2 separate regions of the Hordeum vulgare genome follow, and region 1 is linked to region 2. The links are chromatin contacts, called in public Hi-C maps. All regions are on one chromosome and are shown on one strand. The core of a region is the stretch at or near the end of the contact, and the rest is flanking DNA. Distances in the headings are between cores, read along the strand shown. Region 1 holds the start of LOC123402408 (cationic amino acid transporter 9, chloroplastic). Region 2 holds the start of LOC123402906 (ceramide kinase).

What was found. Hi-C and Micro-C count contacts between places; a contact is called where the count stands out from the background.
Region 1: a Hi-C map of leaf shows a contact between it and region 2, with 5 times the contacts expected there. The contact joins the promoter of LOC123402408 here to the promoter of LOC123402906 in region 2. A contact is called at or near these places in 2 of 6 Hi-C or Micro-C datasets (leaf and seedling) and 1 of 1 datasets of contacts at active chromatin or transcription factors (embryo).

What each region holds. Positions count from the first base shown.
Region 1 is chr6H:411,108,035-411,110,734 of MorexV3_pseudomolecules_assembly, reverse strand. It overlaps LOC123402408 (cationic amino acid transporter 9, chloroplastic), which reads left to right and starts at 1,352. Exons shown (of 8, transcript XM_045096332.1): 1 at 1,352-1,749; 2 at 2,264-2,673. The coding sequence starts at 1,401.
Region 2 is chr6H:410,673,083-410,675,782 of MorexV3_pseudomolecules_assembly, reverse strand. LOC123402906 (ceramide kinase) reads right to left here and starts at 1,259. Exons shown (of 13, transcript XM_045096872.1): 1 at 1,019-1,259; 2 at 1-73. The coding sequence starts at 1,114.

The sequences.
Region 1 (2,700 bases), core at 103-2,602, 430 kb before region 2:
CCACCATCTCCTCATCGTCGGATGAGGAATCATCAGAGCCGCATAGAAAATTGTGGAAAAAGAACTCGTCGACGGAGTCCATTTGTACCTTTGGGGCAAACCATCGAACAACTTGCGGGCGTCGTCGAAGAAACTGGCCGGCGAAGAGACACTCGCCTCCCCTGGACCACGTAGCTGTCCTAGCGCCGTCCGACGAGCGTCGCAGAGTTTTCGAAGGAGCTGGCTGAGGGCGCGATGCGAGGTGATGCTCGTGACGACGTCAGGAAAGAAGGTCCGGTGGCCCGACAAGGAGGTGGTGGCGGCGGCGACATGGGAAGGTGGCATGCTGCAGGGAAGGTATGTGGGCGTGGACTGCTGGCGAGGGCACCAAAACTAGGCGACGGCGACGAGGGGGCATGGCGGGGGCTCGCTGTCGACGGGGGAGAAAGAGATGACCTATGTGCCACTGACTAGTGGGCTAGGGAGAGGAGTAGGCGAGCGTCGCGCGCGTCCGCCTCGTATCCACGCCGACGCAAATGAGGCTCAAATTTGAACCGACAATAGGTTGGCAGATGGACAAAAAGCGAACGTGTGTCCATTTCAAATGACGCGTTGAACCGACTTTTGTGTCCATTTTAACCCAAACGGACATGCACGAACAAATTGGTCGACGCGTGTTGGAATTGTCCTAACGTTTTTCCAAACAAGTACACACGACATATATCCTTTTGTTGCTATGCTGTAACAATTAGCCCAAAAAACAAGAAATACGAAGCCTAATTGAGATAGTTCTTTATTATTTTAAGAGTACGTTATTTTTATAAAAAATAGAACATAATTTACAAGACATCAATAAAAATACATACATTCTTATTGACTGATCACACCAACACCAGATTTTAACCCCAGCACAGATCTCGAGGCTCAAATTTTACAGGACGCCAAGCCAACAAAGGGGCATAAGATCCAAGACGCACCAGCTGGGCGGGTTAAAATCAATTCTACGGATTGGGGTACTCCATGTGTCTTAGTTTATAAATTTGACACGAGTGGCGTAGCTAGGGGGTGGACAGGGTGGTCCATGGACCCCCTGGAATTTCCCTAAAGCATCTATATAGTGTAGTTAAAAATATATTTCTTTGAAAATAAATAAATGTATATAAATATTTATATTATTGGACCACCCTGACACACTGGTCTGGCTACGCTACTGTCTGACACATGTATTTAGGTTATCAATTTAATCAACTTAATGAAAATATATGTAATAAAAAAAATATCATTACAAAACTTTAGATGTTCTATTTTCTAATAATATAATTTTGTTTAATATATTATATATTGGCAGAGGGAGTACTTCTCTTCTTCACTCGATCCCGAGTTCCCGACCAATCCCCGCGCAGTCGGGGCCACGCCTATCCATGACGCAAGGGCCGACGTCACTCCTCCCGGTCTGGGCGCGGACGACTGCTCGAAGGCCCAGTACTCGACGCCAGTCGCTCCACGCCACCACCGCAGACGCCATGGAGGGAGAAGACGCACACCACAGGCCCTCTTCCTCCTCCTCGTCCGGCCGCCCCTTCCTCTCCGGCCTCTGCGCCGCCGCGCTCCGCCGCAAGCCCATCTCCGCGCGCGCTTCTGCCGCCGCCTCCGGCGAGGGCCTCGTGCGGCAGCTCGGCGTCCTCGAGCTCGTGCTCCTCGGGATCGGCGCGTCCATCGGCGCCGGCATCTTCGTCATCACCGGGACCGTCGCCCGCGACGCCGGCCCAGGTTATTAGCCCCTTGCACCTCTGTTGATCTGTTCCTCATTGGAATCAATAGTAGACACTGCACACTACTACTAGGTCAACGGACTGCAGTTTTGCAACAGTGGCAGCTGCTTGTTAGTTTGGCTTACAGTAGCATCAACGATCTTAGTAAGATAGAGGCTACATTGGTTTGATGCCAACGTTTGGCAAAACCAAAACTTGCTAAAATTGACAACTTTTTTAGAAATTGCCAACAACCAATTGGTAACCAATTCTTTTGACTTGCCAACCATTGGCATGCCAAATATTGGCATCAAATTTATTAGCCCTTTAATTCACGAGCTTTGTGAGCTCAAACATTCTGATCCATGTTCTCCAATAATAAATCTGAATACCTAGTTTTTCTATCATCGAGTAGGTTGCTGTTGCTCAGTATCGTTTGGTTGTTATCATTATTTACTTTGATATTTCAGCTGCTTCTCTAAAGTTTGTTTCCTTGTTTATTTCTGCTCAAATAACACGTTTGCTTCAAACAGGTGTTACAATCAGTTTTGCTCTCGCTGGAGCTGCGTGTGTGCTCAATGCATTGTGCTATGCTGAACTGGCATCTCGTTTTCCTGCTGTGGTCGGTGGAGCATACTTGTACACATATGCAGCGTTTAATGAACTCACGGCCTTCTTGGTTTTCACTCAGTTGATGCTTGATTACCATATTGGGGCAGCAAGCATTGCTCGTAGCTTAGCGAGCTATTTTATCCAATTCTTGGAGCTGATTCCGTCCGTGAAAGGCAATGTTCCAAGTTGGATTGGGCATGGAGAAGAGTTTTTTGGTGGTGTTGTTTCAGTTAACATATTGGCTCCAATCCTTCTTGTCATCCTAACCGTGATCCTCTGCCGTGGTGTCAAAGAATCGTCAGCAGTGAATACTTTTATGACTACATTGAAAGTAAGGCTGCTGCTAAACTAAGATTAT
Region 2 (2,700 bases), core at 10-2,509:
CATCCAAAAACTTGATTTTGTTCTCCAATTTTGGTAGTAGTCCGATAGATGACCAACATGAAGAACCCAATTCCTGCAAAATGTAGCATGATGAGCGAACTGGAGCCACAGTCAGACCACAAAGACGCAAGACAATATCCTCCTGCATGTACTTATCATTTAAAACTCAAGAACGTAATCCTCGAGCCACAAGAAAAATTGGAACACTTATCCTTGTTGACAGAACTAGATGCATGCAAAATACTAAAATGTCATATTCAAATAGATTTGGCTTTGCACGCCAGCTGGATCACTTTCTTGAAGAGGAGAACTAAGGTTGAGGTTCTGATTCGCAAAAAGTTAGATTCACAGACGCACAGGAGGATTCTTAGTTTCTGGTTTGGGTACTTCAAATAATACTCCCACGGTTCCAGAATACTCCCTTCATCCGGAATTACTTGTCATAGGAATGGATGTATCTAGATATATTTTAGTTCTAGATATATTCATTTCTTTCCATTTTGATGACAAGTAATTCCGGACGGAGGGAGTAAGTTTGAACTAAAACCATGACACTTATTTTGGAACTCAGGAAGTAGAGTACATTTCCCCCATTTGCAAGGGGTTCAGCTGGCCAGTGGCTAGTGGCGACCATCCTCCTCCATCACCACAAATGCTCGAACTTCAATATTGTCCGAGGCCGTGATCCTATACTCCCACAGCTTGTAACCACGTTTGTAATGACTAGTCTATGCACCTAATCCACGCTTCTTTATAAATCCGCAACTACTTACGCCATTATCCGTGTACCTATCCGCCACCCAACTCTTGGATTCAACCCCGGAAGCTGCAAATCTACAGTCCGCCGTACAATTCGACCAAGAAAACGCAAAGTTCTTTCAAAGTACAGTGAGTGCTAGAAAACGAATTTAATCTGATAATAGCATCGGCGAGCAGAGGCGGGCGGGAGGCCAGCCTCAGTCAGAGTCAGAGTCAGAGGCGGGCGGGAGGCCAGCCTGAGTGAGAGTCAGAGGCGTACCGGGTGGAGAGGGAGGAAGGAGAGGCCGTCGTGGCCGAGGGTGACGGTGACCTCTCCGACGCCGCCCAGGAACAGCACCTCGCCGTCGGCCTGCATGGTCTCCCCTCTCTTCTGTTGCCGTTGTTGAGCTCGACCGTGTCGTTCGCTCTATTTTTTCCGTGCGCGTGCGATTGATCTGGTCTTTAGATCTGGTCCGTGCTGGTGGTTTCCTCTCGAAGCACGCTCCTGACCGGAAACTGGCGGACGCTTCGTCCTCGTTTACTTTTTCGAGAAGCATTACAACACGACAGGAAAAAAAATACAGACTCTCTAAAAGCATCTACAGTGGGAGGTCCCAAACCCGCATCAAGCCACACGATGGAACTGTCCAGTCATTAATCGATTATAAAAATACTTTCAGATGTCCCAAACGGATTTTAAATGGTCGTCTAACCAACGCCTTTCATATTCAGCCTAAAAACGGGGTGAATATGGAGCGTGTGAACGCGTTCGCCACGTCGGACCCGGCCCGTGCTATCCCATTGATCCCACATATATTCGTCATCATCCCTTTTCCGTACCAAACCCTAGCCACTTCACTTCACTCCACTCCCTCCACTCCCCTCCAACATCCAAGCTCCTGTCCCGCAATCTTCGGCCTTCTCCAGAATGGCGGGCAGCGGATCTGACTTTGACCAGCCCGGATCCATCGGCACGGTCCCGTGCGGGTTGGATGAAGCAATGACGGTCCGGGTTGCACTCCGCCGCTCCCGGGAGGGTAGCACCCGACCAACGACAGGATCTATCCCGCGCAACTCATAGTATCGACACATCGAGCGCTCGAATCCTTCGGGCCTAGATCATCGCGGTCCCGGGAGCCTTCAAATCTCCCCTTCCTCATCACCGGGGCCGATGTGCCCGTCGTGAGAAGGAGACGATGAGGGTGGCCGAGGCCCGCCTCGCTGTTGACATGGTCGCGACGGAGGCGGCCGATGCGGCGGTGCGGGCGGCAGCAGAGGAGGAAGCCATCTGCGCCCGCATTGTAAAGAAGCGGCAACAGAGGCACACGAGCGCCCTCGCCCCGAGAGTAGAATCGGGTGGTCCGTGACATGGTCGGACTGCCACCCAAGGAGAAGAAGGAGGCCAACGATGGGTCCGACAGCTCCGGCGATGAGTAGATCCGGCTCGATTCCTAGTGCGTCTTCAACCGGTATTTCCGCGAAAAGGATGCAAATGGTGTTGGGAAGGGCAAAGGCAGCCATGGATGATATTCTCCATCATAAGCAAACATGCCAAATTTTAATATTCCCATTATGATGTAGTAGTGGGACGATGTGTATGCATAATTTACATAGTTGCATGAGTTTGTGTGGATTCGAGATATGCCAATTGAGGTATCCGATTGTGAGAAAGGAAATTTGAGATTTGACCGATCAGCGTCCACGCACGCGTCTGCAGCATTTGAGGGGCCCAATTAGCCCACCACGATTGTAAATTCTCTAACTCAATATGGCTCAAGACTTCGATAGGTCCACCTGATTTATTTCAACGCATGACACCTCATATGTTTTGCCACTTATCTTCTTTCTCATCCTCGCTAACTAAGGCTTCAATACTCACACAATCACCATGCATTTGACCAATCTTAAGGCGTCTCCCGCTCTTTCGGCATAAGATGAAAGATCTGTTTTTCCATGTGAGTT